4 separate regions of the Zea mays genome follow, and regions 2, 3 and 4 are each linked to region 1. A link is a contact called in public Hi-C data. All regions are on one chromosome and are shown on one strand. The core of a region is the stretch at or near the end of the contact, and the rest is flanking DNA. Distances in the headings are between cores, read along the strand shown. Region 1 holds the start of LOC100274105. Region 2 has its middle 4.6 kb from the start of TRNAG-UCC. Region 3 holds the start of LOC103635785 (UTP--glucose-1-phosphate uridylyltransferase 3 chloroplastic). Region 4 holds the start of LOC100280837 (electron transporter).

Region 1 (3,142 bases), core at 343-2,842:
AAACCATAATAGTACTAGTTTTCTTATATATGAGTGTGTGCAAGTTCAACCATACTAAAACAGTGTATGCATGTTTTTTCTGTGTGTATTTGTCTGCTCATTATTTAATTTAGACCCATGCAATTTATTATCACTGAACAGATAGCAATGGCTAATAAAATAAAAACAAAACAAATATGCACTAATTACTAGCCAGACAAAATACCTTTGTGCCAGTGTCAGTGTGTACCATGAAAGAACATATGCTGCAAATACTAATGTATGCCAGCATATTTACCAGTAACGTAAATGAAGTAACGGGTCTCCATGATCAAGCTCAAGATCGGTCGAACCAAAATAATACTAGTTTTCCTAAATATTGTTTGTGTGAGTTCAACCCTACTACAATATATGCATGTGTCTTTTTGTGTGTGTTTGCTGATCATTATTTAATTCAAAAACATGCAGTCTATTATAATTAACAAAAGCAATAGCTAATAAAATAAAAACAAAAGAAAAATGCACTAACCATGGATAATTATATATAGTTCATGAACTCATGGTAAATGTTCACCAAACGATAACATCATAAATTAACCTAAATGATCCAATATCCAACTGGTTCCAGCATGCTACAGTCATCAACGGGTTGAGATTATACAACCAGTTACAGAGGTGTAAGTTAAAAGCCCCCATTTCACTACACTCCTTACGAAGTTAGCTTACTAAATGACTTAGTAAGAGGATAGGCTTTTGGAGTCTTGATGCTTCGTCGCTTCGAGCCCTTCGATCCTCTCTAATGCAATGTGCCCAACTAGTAGGATTGTAGGAACTCGTGAGAAAAAACATACAAATGACCATAAGGAATACAGGGTCTCAAAAACTTCCATAAGAAGGAACAGCTACATGAATCCAATACCTAAAAAATTGATTGCCATTACCCCATGCCTCAGCCACACCAAATTTTACCATCCAATGCAATACCTATACACTGAGCCAAGAGGAGATAGCTCACTTCGGGCTTCGAATAGACGCCGGCGGTGCCAGTGAGGGGGTTGGCCACCTCGACGACCTCGATGACGACGTTGGTGGTGCCAGGCAGCTCGGGCGGCCCGGCGTCGAGCGTGATCTTGACGGCGTCGAAGATGTCGAGATCGTGCAGCCGCGCAGTGGCGACACTGGCGGCGCGGAGCAGGTCCTGCACGGTGGGGGCGGCGCGGAGCAGCTCGGCGACCTCCGCCTCGATGAGCTCGTCCTGCGTCTTGGTGTTGCCCTTGATGATCACGTCGTGGACGCGGATGCCCACGGGGTCGGATGACAGCCTCCGTAACACGGACTGCATCCGCTCCCGCTCCGCCGCCGCCGCCGCCGGCCCGTCCAGCTCCTCCTCCTCCTCGTATTCCTCCTCCCCATCCTCGTCGTAGTCCTCCTCGGAGAAATCGGCGTCGGATTCGGCGGTGAGCACGTGCCGCTCGGCGTCCTTAGGGTTTTGGTCGGAGGCAGAATCGGCGGCGGCTGCCATGGTTGGGGACCTTGGGGTTTGGGGAAACGGAGGGAGAACGGCTTTTCTTTTCTGCGTGTTTAGCAAGCCGTGCTGCCCGGTTCCCGTGCGGGCGTGCCGCATAACTCAGCCGAATTTGCCGTTAAGGGATAGGCCTTGGGCTTTAGCGGGCTGCAAATGCACTGAACTCACCAAATCCACTTGTGTATCGGTTGGCTGTGTGCCTGCCCACAAGATCGCGGCCCACTTAAAAATGAGAAAGTGACAATAATTTATAGCTATGTGCCTGTTTGATTAAAAAAACAATTAACCAACCGGGGGAATGCAACACTTGCAAAAATTGAGCTAAGCTTGGCCCCACCACACGGAAGCGCTCCTCCTCCCTTTGGGCAACCTCCATTGAGGCCTATAAACGCCTTCACGAGTAGAGAGCTCACTCCATTTAGGTTTAACCAACTAACGCCCAACCACCAGCGTCGCAAGCCTTTGGCTCAGCCATGCCGGACCCGGCGCGCACATCTCCAACCACCTCCGCGCAGCCTGCCTTTTATACGCCTCTCGTGTTGCTGCATGCAATGCTACTGTACTATAGCTATAGTTGTTGATGCTGACGGGTAGATGCGTGGCATGGACGTCGTCGTGGTAGCCGGGAGCTCTGACGACCATCGGCGGCGGCGGAAGGGTAGCAGCGACCACGTCGTTGCCCAGCTGCTCGAGTCGCCGCTACCAACGCCACGCCGCTCGTGCTGCGGGCGGCCAGCCGACACGCCTGCCGCGCGCCGCGGCTGCGCCGACGCGTCCCCGCGGCGCGGGCACGTGCCGTTCAAGTGGGAGAGCTCACCGGGCGTGCCCAAGAGCGCAGCGGCCGCGGCGGAGCGGGAGGTACCGCTGCCGAAGCCGCCGCCGGGACGGTGCGGCACGTGCCACGCCGCGCGTGCGCGGGCACGGGCCTACCACCACCACAGCACCGCCACCGCCGACTCGAGCAGCAGCGACCGGCAGGACGACGACACGTTCTCCGACGCGCTGGACAGGGTGTCGTCCTCCGACAGGCTCGCCCTCGCCGCGATCTCCGCGCGCCTGAGCGCCATCGACGGCGCCTTCGGGTCGCGCCGCTCGCCGAGCTTCATCATGGACCGCTTCCTCCCGGCCGCCAACGCCATCGCCACCACGTCTGCGGACAAGCACCCGAGGAGGCGGCCGTCGTCGCGCCGCTCCAAGTCCAAGCGCGACCGGGACAGGGAGGCCGAGGCCGCGGCCACGGCCACGGCCAGAGCCATAGTGGCGATGCACGTTCGGCGCCGCGCTCTCCCTTCTGAGCAGCCTATATATTCCCCGCAGCAGCCGCAGTGTGAGCGCGAAGACGCGGCGGCACAGGCACAACTCCCGTCGTGTGCCAAAGAGGACGCGCGGGGCGAGCAGACGCCCCCGAAAGCGTGCGGGTTCATGTTCTTCTTCCCCTGGAGCGCCAAGCCGGTGCACCTCGGTTTCCAGCGGAGCCCGGCACGTCCACGGACGCCGCGGGGCGACGTCGCCTCTGTCACCACCACCGCGTCCGCGTCTCCTCCTCGCCGGAGCGTCACGCTAGGCGATGCCCTGGAGAAGGAGCGGAAAGTACGCGATGGCAGCCTGTCGCATTGGTACGACGAGAAGAGCGGCAGT
Region 2 (3,142 bases), core at 347-2,846, 240 kb after region 1:
AAGTAGTAAATTAATTCAAATGAAAAAGTTTTCAACTACAAATTTATATAACTCATCATGATGTACAATTTATATATTGAACATTTCTTCATATGACAAAATAAAAATAAATTTGTTCATAAAACCTATATCTCTCTCGTAGTTTATGAAACTACGAGAGAGACGTATAGAATTTGTGCATATTGTTAGAACCATCATCTGAGATAAACAAATTACCAAACAACCAAAATAAACTTTGTAGATCTTGAGAAGTTGTAGAAGTTTATAGTTGACAACTTTTTCATTTGAAGTCATATTGTCAACGAAAACTACGTCTGAATTTAAAAAATTTAAAATTTGAATTTTGAAAACGACTTCGAAAGGAAAAACCACCAACATGAAAGTTGTAGGTATTGAAGAGTTATGAAACTTTGTAGTTGACAATGTTTTAGTTTGAAATCATCTTGTTATGCAAAACTATGTTTGAATTTTGAAATTTGAATTTTTCAAACTGTCTCGGATGGAAAAACCACCAAAATAAAAGTTGTAGGTCTTGAAATGTAATGAAACTTTGTAGTTGACAATTTTTTGATTTGAAATCATCTTATCATTGAAAATTTTGTGTGAAGTTTTTAAATTTAAAATTCAAATTTTATAAACGGTCTCGGATGTAAAAACTATTAAAATAAAACTTTTAGATCTCAAAAAGTTATGCAACTTTATAGTTGGTCACATTTTCAAATGAACTCATTTAGTGCCTTAAATAATCAAATTACTCTCGATTTGTTATAGTACATGGGGAATGGAAATCGTAATATAAACATAATTGGTGTAGTAGTGTAGTGGTATAGGAGGGTATGCGCGAGAGAGAGGTTGCGAGTTCGAATCTCACCTTTTACAAAACATATTAAGTTTGATTCAAAATAATAGTGAAAAATGATAGGGCAACGGGTAAGGTAATAGAGTAGGGTTGGAGAGTTGTTCCTAGAATTTAAAAAATATTTTGCTGTTTTTTTAATTTTTTCGATTCTTAATTTACCGAGTGTTTTTCTTTGCCGAGTGCTTTTTGACACTCGGCAAAGTCTTTGCCGAGTGTCCGAAAAAAAGCACTTGGCAAACAACCCTTTGCCGATGAAATCTTTGCCGAGTGTTACACTCGGCAAAGCCTTTGCCAAGTGTAAAATAGCCTTTGCCGAGTGTCTTAGACACTCGGCAAAGAACGTGATTCCGGTAGTAGTTCAAGGTGGTTTGGAGGTAGGAAGGACCGACCTACTCAGTCTTGCATTGTGGCCGCCGCTTCTTGTTCGATATACAAGATGACGGAGAGAAGGAGATCGACGAAGCAGCAAGAGGTTCTTTTCAGCCAGACACGTGTTCTCACGGAAAAGTTCAGGTAGTAGCTAGCTAGGCCAGCTCCCAGGTGAGGTAGGCTTCTCGAGTGCTGTCGAGAATGTTGCGGACTACAAAAAAAAACGCAGACGATACGGACGTCTCGCCTAATATTTCAACTGTTTTGACTACTTTACGAATGAAGGAAAGGACACCACCTGACCGAGCTAGCTGGCAGTGTTCCACTAACAGTCAGTCCAACGCAGTTACTCTCATCCCTATGTAAAAGGTAGGAGAGCTGAGGGCCGGAGAGAACAGTAACACACACTGTCCAGATCTGATCGATTCCTGTGTAGGCTGCCATGCATGGAAACAAAACCAAAACCGCACGTCTCTTCGTTGAGAACTAACTGCTGAATTCGCGAGAGAGGCTGCTAACTAATTAAGCGGAGATGGCACGGTAGCGTACCCACAAATCCTCGTACGGTAAATAAGACACGTCATGCATTGACGACAAAATGTCTCTGTTTCAGCTCAGCAACCTTTTTCTATCCCAGCTAGCTAGCTAATTAATCGTTTTCTTCCTCGGCGAGCTAGGTCTGATTATTAGCAGTGATCCGTGCCTAGCTTAACTTGGAAGGAAAAGGCCGGCCACTCAATAGTAGCACAACTACACGATCGACTTTTATTTCGTAGTGCAGTAGTCCAATTTGCTATATTGACTGGAATTACAGTGGGTTATATATACTCGGGTCTGATCTACCAGCTATTCATTGCACCTTATGTGCGCCGTGTTTGTCGGGGATTATAATTAGGGTACCCCCGAGACTCCTAAACTCGGCTGATAATCACCATCAGCACAAGCTGCAAAAGCCTGATGGACGTAATTCAGGCCAAGGCTCCGTCCACTCAAGGGACACGATCTCGCCCCGCCCGAGCCCAGACTCGGACAGGAACAGTAGACCCAAGTGAATTCACGCCTCGCCCGAGGGCCTCCTCAAGCAACGGGCGCACCTTCGACTCGCCCGAGGCCCAGCTCGGGCAGGCTTCGCAGTGAAGCAACCTTGGCCAGATCGCCTCGCCAACCGACCGTATCGCAGGAGCATTCAATGCAAGGATCGCCTGACACCTTATCCGGACACACGTTCCTCAGTCGGCAGGGCCGAAGTGAACGCAGTCACTTCGCCCCTCCACTGACTGACCTGACAGGAAAACAGCGCCGCTTGCCCCTGCTCCGACTGCTGTGCCACCCGCCAGGGTGAGGCTGACAGCAGCCGAGTCCAGCCTCAGGCGCCATAGGAAGCTCCGCCTTGCCCGACCCTAGGGCTCGGCCCCCGCCTCGACCTCGGAAGACGGTATCCGCCTCGCCCGACCCCAGAGCTCGGCCTCAACCTCGACCTCGGAAGACGGTCTCCGCCTCGCCCGACCCCAGGACTCAGTCTCAACCTCGACCTCGGAAGACGGTCTCCGCCTCGCCCGACCCCAGGGCTCGGCCTCAACCTCGACCTCGGAGGAATCTCCGCCTCGCCCGACCCCAGGGCTCGGACCGACCACGCTACAGGGGGTACATCATTACCCTACCCCTAGCTAGCTCAGGCTACGGGGAACAAGACCGACGTCCCATCTGGCTCGCCCCGGTAAACAAGTAATGATGGCACCCCGCATGCTCCCATGACGACGGCGGTTCTCAGCCCCCTACGGAAGCAAGGAGACGTCAGCAAGGTCCCGACAGCCCCGACAACTGTGCTTCTACAGGGCTCAAGTGCTCCTCCGACGGCCACGACATCACATGCACAGGGCACTAGCACCTCTCTGACAGCCACGTCAGCATGTA
Region 3 (3,142 bases), core at 239-2,738, 140 kb before region 1:
CGTCCGAAGAAACCCCAACTCACCCCTTACCGAACCCAGGGAAAGAGACATTTTCAGCAGTGGGCACTTGGATGATAGATACATGTGACTTCTTTTTGTTACAGATAAAGCAGTCGAGATTTGCTTTGCACTCATCAACCTGATCACCAGTGCGTTTACACCTCCAACAAAATGGTGGGTGTGGTTTCTTGGCCTTGGTCGAGTCCAGATAAACCTTGTAGTTTGTAGAATGTTCTGCAATAGAAATCTACGGAGACAGCGGTTTCAGAGCCCGGACAGGCGCCCAGGGTCGCCGGGCCCTGGGTCCGCCAGTGTTGCTGAATATTGTTGCCTTGAGATAGTGGATGCACTTCTGCATTACGCCTATTGTGTCCCCTTGGAACCGGGATGATAATGTTGTTGCTGAAGATGCCCTCCATGGCCACGGCCATCTTGAGACCCGTGGAACTGGCCAAAGCCCTGTCCTCCATCTTCGTGTCCATGTCCCTGCCCAGATCCGCGAGCGGCAGGAGGGACAAAAGAACGATGCCGTTGAAATGGTTGCTGGTAGCACCTGCTAGGAGGTGGTTTAGAGCTTTCCTGAACCTGTTTGGTTCAGTTCTTTTAGAAACTTTTCTAAAAATCTGAATGAAAGCAGAGAAAGATAAAAAAGTTCATATAATTTAGGATATAGAAAGTGACATTTTTTTATTATCACAACGACTCGGCAGATTCGATATTCATGTTGATTTTGAAAGGTTTTGACAAAAAGATTTTTATAGAAGCGGACTAAAAAGTTAGCCGTTTGATGCTAGAAGCTAAAAAAACAGAAAAAAACAGGGTCGACAGGGTCGCGCGTATCGCGACATAAATCCCTTAGGTCCCGTTTGTTTCGTTGGAATTGAATTTCATTTTAATAATTACAATTTAGACAAAACTAATTAAGTTTATATATTTATATAAGTAATATATTTGTATATCATCTTAAATTACATGAGACAGATAGTTATATACTACATTCATGTTATAACGAAGCAAGTAGAAGAGTGTGTTAGAAGTTGTACATCGGAAAATAGCATGTAAATCTATATAATCAATTTCCATCTCTCACCCCATGAATTTGAGATAGGGTTATATGATAACTTTGGAAAGTGGTGGAATGTCACATTCTAAAAAAAATAGCCTATTCAAATAGTAAGATTCCAATTCCTCAAAATGAAAGAAAACAAACGAGGCCTTAGAAAAAACACATGAGAATTCGGATAAAAGTTGGTAAATCAATTTAACAACAATTGGACTATGTTTTTTCCTTCCTCCAAACCCAATCAACCAAACACAACAAAAAATCTCAATCAAACACAACAAAAATCACCAGTCGGACGACGCGTAGCACAAGCCAATAACCATCGTCCTTTTGTCCTCGTCTCGGCTCAGCGTGACCGCGACCGCGACCCGCGCACGGCGGGCACCCGAGAATCCAGTAGGCACCGTATCGCCCGAGAGCATATGCCCGTCCGCCCCTCGGCCTTTCGCTGTCACGGTCTGCTCCTTATCCCCTCCGCGGCTCCCCCCTCCCGCTCTCGCCTCTACGGCTCTGCCCGCCGGCCCGCCCGCCCGCTCCCTCCCTCCCCAAGTCCCCAGTCCGCACTGACCACTGCCACCACCAAAAACTCATGGCCTCTCGCGCACCCATCCCTCCTGCTCCGCCCCACCTCCGCCTCCACGCCGCGTCCCTCTTCTCGCAGCGCCTCCCACTCCCTCGCGCGCGTGCCCCGCGATGCCGCGGCGGACGGAGCCGCCTCCTCTCAGCGCTGCCGTCGCCGCCCCCCTCGCCAGCCTCGCGCTCGCAGGGCGTCTCCACCGCTCCGATCGAGCGCGAACCACCGGGACTCGCGCCCACGCCCGCGCCTACCCCCGCTCAGCAGCCGCACCAGGATCCAGCGATCGCCGCGGAGGTCGCTCGCCTCTCCGCCGCCCGCGAGAGGCTCCGCGCGGCGCACACGCTCCACGAGAAACTCCGCGCGCTCGACGCTGAGCCCCGCGTCGCGGCGTTCTTCGGCGAGGAGTCCAGCCGCGGGGTGTTGGGCGTGCTCGAGCCCCGCGAGGTGCTCCTGCTGAAATGCCTCGTCGCGGCAGGACAGGAGCACGTGCTCGGCCATGAGCTCGATTGGTACGGCGGCGACGGCGGCCATCACGAGCACCACCACCGCAACGGGGTCAGTGGTGGGAGTGCCCTGCGGGATGCGCTGTATAGCCTGGCCGGTTTGGTCGGGAAGTGGACCTCGGAGGGAGTGGTGGCTGCCAAGGAGAGAAGGGAGGAAATGGAGGTGCTACCTAGACTGCTCAAGTTCCTCGACAACGTCGAGGAGTTCTACGACTGCATTGGTGGCATCATCGGGTGAGCATTCCTTTGCTTGTATGTGGGAGACTTAGTAAACGACGAAGCACACATGTTGCCAAATTCTGATACCTGCCGGAATCATAAGTTAGCAACTGAAAAGGTGCAAAGTAGTAAAAACATTTACGAGCTACGGCATCATATTTAAAATGCAGTCATACAAGAAGGTAAGTTGCATCATGTTTTGAAACTACAAACCTTCCAAGTTCCAACACATTTGGTTAACATTAACTAGATGGACCTAACAAAGGATGCAATTGGTAACACCAATTAGTAGTAGTGGGTCGTTTAACTAGTTCAATATTATCTCAGACACATTGCTTTGAAATCTGAATGAGTTGAATCAGATGAGTTTCGGGTCGACTCATTGACCCAAAAAAAAACAAGACGTGCATCCTTAGTCTTAACTTATCCCCTTAAGCCATTTTTTCGGTTTGTAATCTGTTATATCTACAACAGTATTAAAAGTATTGATGTTCTTTACTTCCTGTATCTACTTCAGCTATCAAATTATGGTATTGGAGCTCCTTTCAGCCTCTAAGGATCGCATGCACCGACCTAGCAAAGACAAGTTTGTTGATTTCCATGTTCCCAGTGGACTTAATTTATTGAAGGATAAAGAATATGCATCTCAAGCAGCTCTGTGGGGAATTGAGGTTATTTCATATACGATAATTATCTGAAATTTATGGCAAGGATATCAACACTGGTTATTGTTCTTATTTCAAGTGCAAATTACGTTCTTGGTTAAAAAGAAGTGCAAAT
Region 4 (3,142 bases), core at 315-2,814, 130 kb after region 1:
GTATGTGCGGTGTCTATAACCTATACGTTAAATTAATGATTGATGAACTGTGTCTATGTGTTAAATTGGTCCATACAAATATAACTGTGTGTTAAACCGATGAACATGTGAGTGGATTGTAAATTGATCAATCATTAATTGTGTTAATTTGATGTTACATTGATGTGGTACGTGAAACTATAAATATAATTACTATTTTTATTGTTAAATTTAGTTTGAAATTAACTAAAAATTGATTATTGTATACATATTTTTTCTATTCTATCTCACAAGCTAGAAAAGTAAGCCGTGCTAACTCTATGGCTCGTTAGCTTAACGAACCAAACCGAGCCAAGCTAAATCGCTAACTTAATAAGGGCCCGTTCGGTTGACGGGGAATAGAAGGCCGGAACTGTTCCGGCCCGGATTGCTTCTAATTTATATAAGTTTTGATCAACAGGAATAATTCTTGGTGCAATCCAGCAGAAACGAACGGGCCCTAAGCCAGCTTAAACTCGGATAAGCCGAGCTGACTTGATCCAGCATTACCGACAATCAATAACCGAAGAAGCAATGGAATGGATACGCAAAGATAGACGGAAAGGCAGATTAGCCATGAGCAGACCGGAAAGGAACTGAAACGGAAAATCGAAGATCGGAGGAAAGTAACTCCCACAACAAGACACTCATCATTAGTTTCAACCAAGTTTGATGGCAAGCTGAGTACAAGTAGTCCTAAGCCCGAGTAGTAAGTAGTACAGAGTACAAGCAGTCATACAGAGTTTGCGTGGAGCAGTTGGATCTCGGATCTGGATCAGGAGGCGGGGACGACGCAGCAGGCGGGACAGCGGACGAGCCCGTTCTCGTTGCACTCGGCGCAGGACCGGAACCCGCCGCCGCCCTTGAGGCTGTACCGCTTGTGGCTGCCGTGGCAGGCGGCGCAGAGCACGTAGCGCTGGGCGCCGCAGCGGGCGCAGCTGCCGCCGGACGACGCGGGGGCGACGATGCGCCGGAGCTCGCCGGCCTCGTGGAGGCGCCGCACCTCCTCGGCGCCGCCGACGTGGCGGCCGCCCACGAAGACCTGGGGCAGCGCCACGCGGCCGCGCGGCGCGTGGGGCAGGAGCGAGGCCAGCTCCGGCAGGTAGCCCGGGTCCATGGCCAGGTCGCGCTCGTCGACGGCGGCGCGGAGCCCGCGCAGAATGGCGCGCACCGCGCGGCAGTCCTCGTAGGTGCCGCGGACCACGCGGAGGGAGGTGAAGTACAGCACCACCCGCCCGCCGCCGCAGGCGCCCGGTGCTGGCTCCTTGCCGCCGGCGGGGGACTGGGACGCGGGATGCTGGATCGCGCGGAGGACCCGGAGCGCCGAGGCGGCGACGCGGAGGCGGTGGAAGACGCGCGGCGCCGGGGAGGCGGAGGAGTCCGGCGAAAGCAGGGACCGGAGGTCCTTGAGACACGGGTTGGGGATGGAGAGGCGAGGGCACGCGCCGACGGCGGTGGAGGTGGAGGCGGCGGCGCCGACGGCGGAGTCGTCAGAGCTGCGCGTCTTGACCCAGGACGGCCACATGGGGACGGAACTGGGGATCGATGTCCGCGGCGGACTCAGGCGGGAAGCGCGTCGGGACGGGAACGTGCTGCTTTGCGTTGCTGACCTCGGCCCTCGGAGTTGTGTCGTGTCGTGTTTGTGCTGTGGGACGTGGGTTTTATGAGATGGGGTGAGCTTTTGTCCAACCAAGCCCAAGCCCACTCAAACAGTTGTTATCCATTCAACATCGCTGCGGCTGCAGGCTGCGGTCATATTTAGGATGAAAACTATCAGTAAACACTAAAATTATTTTTATTTTTATATTTTTCTTGGAAACGAGATAAAAAACGGTAATTTCAGAAACAAAAGCGATATCGATAATTCGAAAACATCGGAAACAAAAGTTCGGTACGAAAATTACACATATTACGATTGGAATCTAAAATTCGATCGGTAAAAACTGTAACATGTACCTCAATTGACTTCAAATATTCACACGAGCCATACATTCATATAAAATTAGTAATAATATATAAGATAGGAGGTCACATTAAATATATAAAGGTAAGAAGTATACAATAATAAAATCATTATTATGTATTTAAATAAAGTAGAATTAAGATGTGTATAATGATATGACACTTACACTCTATTTGTACTCCTACTACTTGGCATAGTCAATATAATTAGTGTCCTCTTGGTCCTTCTTAAGTTCTCGTGCAACTTATAAATATACGTATCAAGAGTAATAACAGGTAAGAAAATATAAAAAATATTTATAAAAGTCTCAAACGATTATAAACTATATACCATTAGAATGATCTTGATTTTAGAAAAATAATAAAATTAGTTTCATATTTTTACACTCTATTTGTACTCCTACTACTTGGCATAGTCAATATAATTAGTGTCCTCTTGGTCCTTCTTAAGTTCTCGTGCAACTTATAAATATACGTATCAAGAGTAATAACAGGTAAGAAAATATAAAAAAAGATTTATAAAAGTCTCAAACGATTATAAACTATATACCATTAGAATGATCTTGATTTTAGAAAAATAATAAAATTAGTTTCATATTTTTCTAAGCTAAGATGAATCTCTACTACTATGAAGAATGTAAGGGGTAGGCTGCCACCCCGTTCTGCCCTCCTCGTCCGTTATTGTTTTGCCCGCAGCAAAAAAAAATTGCTTCAAAGCTCAAGGATTGAACCCTAGATGCCTTGAGCAGAACACTTAAGCTCCCACCCACTAGACAACTCAACTCAAGTTGGTTTACATCCTCAACTACGCTATCTAAGTGATGAGGTAATTCATGCTTAGTTTTTCATTTGGTGACCCTGGTATGTATAATTTTTTATCCACTCTGGTATTTTTAACAAAAACTTACACACTTGCAGGTGATAGACTATTGCATAAATTTAATAAAATCTCAAGATCATCTAAAGTGCCGATCTAGATGTCGTGTCCACATAAAAAATGCTTTTCAGTTCAACTTTCTAAAGCAGGACGGTGATGTTGAAACTAAAATAGATGAGCTATATCCAATTAAAGACATGTCACAAATATTTAGTGCTGAATAAAGGGGTTTACTTTACCTAGACCATGACACGGTAAATATGAGTTTGAAATTTACACGGTTAT

Evidence for each region. A called contact is a pair of places that touch in the nucleus more often than the background predicts.
Region 2: a Hi-C map of leaf shows a contact between it and region 1, with 8 times the contacts expected there. The contact joins the enhancer-like site here to the promoter of LOC100274105 in region 1. A contact is called at or near these places in 7 of 25 Hi-C or Micro-C datasets (bundle sheath, endosperm, leaf and 3 more) and 1 of 3 datasets of contacts at active chromatin or transcription factors (leaf).
Region 3: a Hi-C map of endosperm shows a contact between it and region 1, with 2.5 times the contacts expected there. The contact joins the promoter of LOC103635785 here to the promoter of LOC100274105 in region 1. A contact is called at or near these places in 2 of 25 Hi-C or Micro-C datasets (endosperm and leaf).
Region 4: a Hi-C map of tassel shows a contact between it and region 1, with 3 times the contacts expected there. The contact joins the promoter of LOC100280837 here to the promoter of LOC100274105 in region 1. A contact is called at or near these places in 5 of 25 Hi-C or Micro-C datasets (bundle sheath, ear, endosperm and 2 more).

Annotation. Positions count from the first base shown.
Region 1 is chr8:120,911,417-120,914,558 of Zm-B73-REFERENCE-NAM-5.0, forward strand. LOC100274105 reads right to left here and starts at 1,593. Exons shown (of 4, transcript NM_001348069.1): 1 at 995-1,593. The coding sequence starts at 1,501.
Region 2 is chr8:121,148,050-121,151,191 of Zm-B73-REFERENCE-NAM-5.0, forward strand. No RefSeq gene overlaps it. Among protein-coding and RNA genes, the nearest start is that of TRNAG-UCC, 4.6 kb to the left of the region's middle. Within about 2 kb of position 1,597, at least 11 of the 20 cell types and tissues checked have an H3K27ac peak or open chromatin away from gene starts, as enhancers often do. A contact at or near this core is called in bundle sheath, leaf and leaf mesophyll, where this site is marked.
Region 3 is chr8:120,769,895-120,773,036 of Zm-B73-REFERENCE-NAM-5.0, forward strand. LOC103635785 (UTP--glucose-1-phosphate uridylyltransferase 3 chloroplastic) reads left to right here and starts at 1,489. Exons shown (of 17, transcript XM_008658160.2): 1 at 1,489-2,377; 2 at 2,880-3,033. The coding sequence starts at 1,653.
Region 4 is chr8:121,042,768-121,045,909 of Zm-B73-REFERENCE-NAM-5.0, forward strand. It overlaps LOC100280837 (electron transporter), which reads right to left and starts at 1,565. Exons shown (of 1, transcript NM_001153757.2): 1 at 575-1,565. The coding sequence starts at 1,543. The coding sequence ends at 794.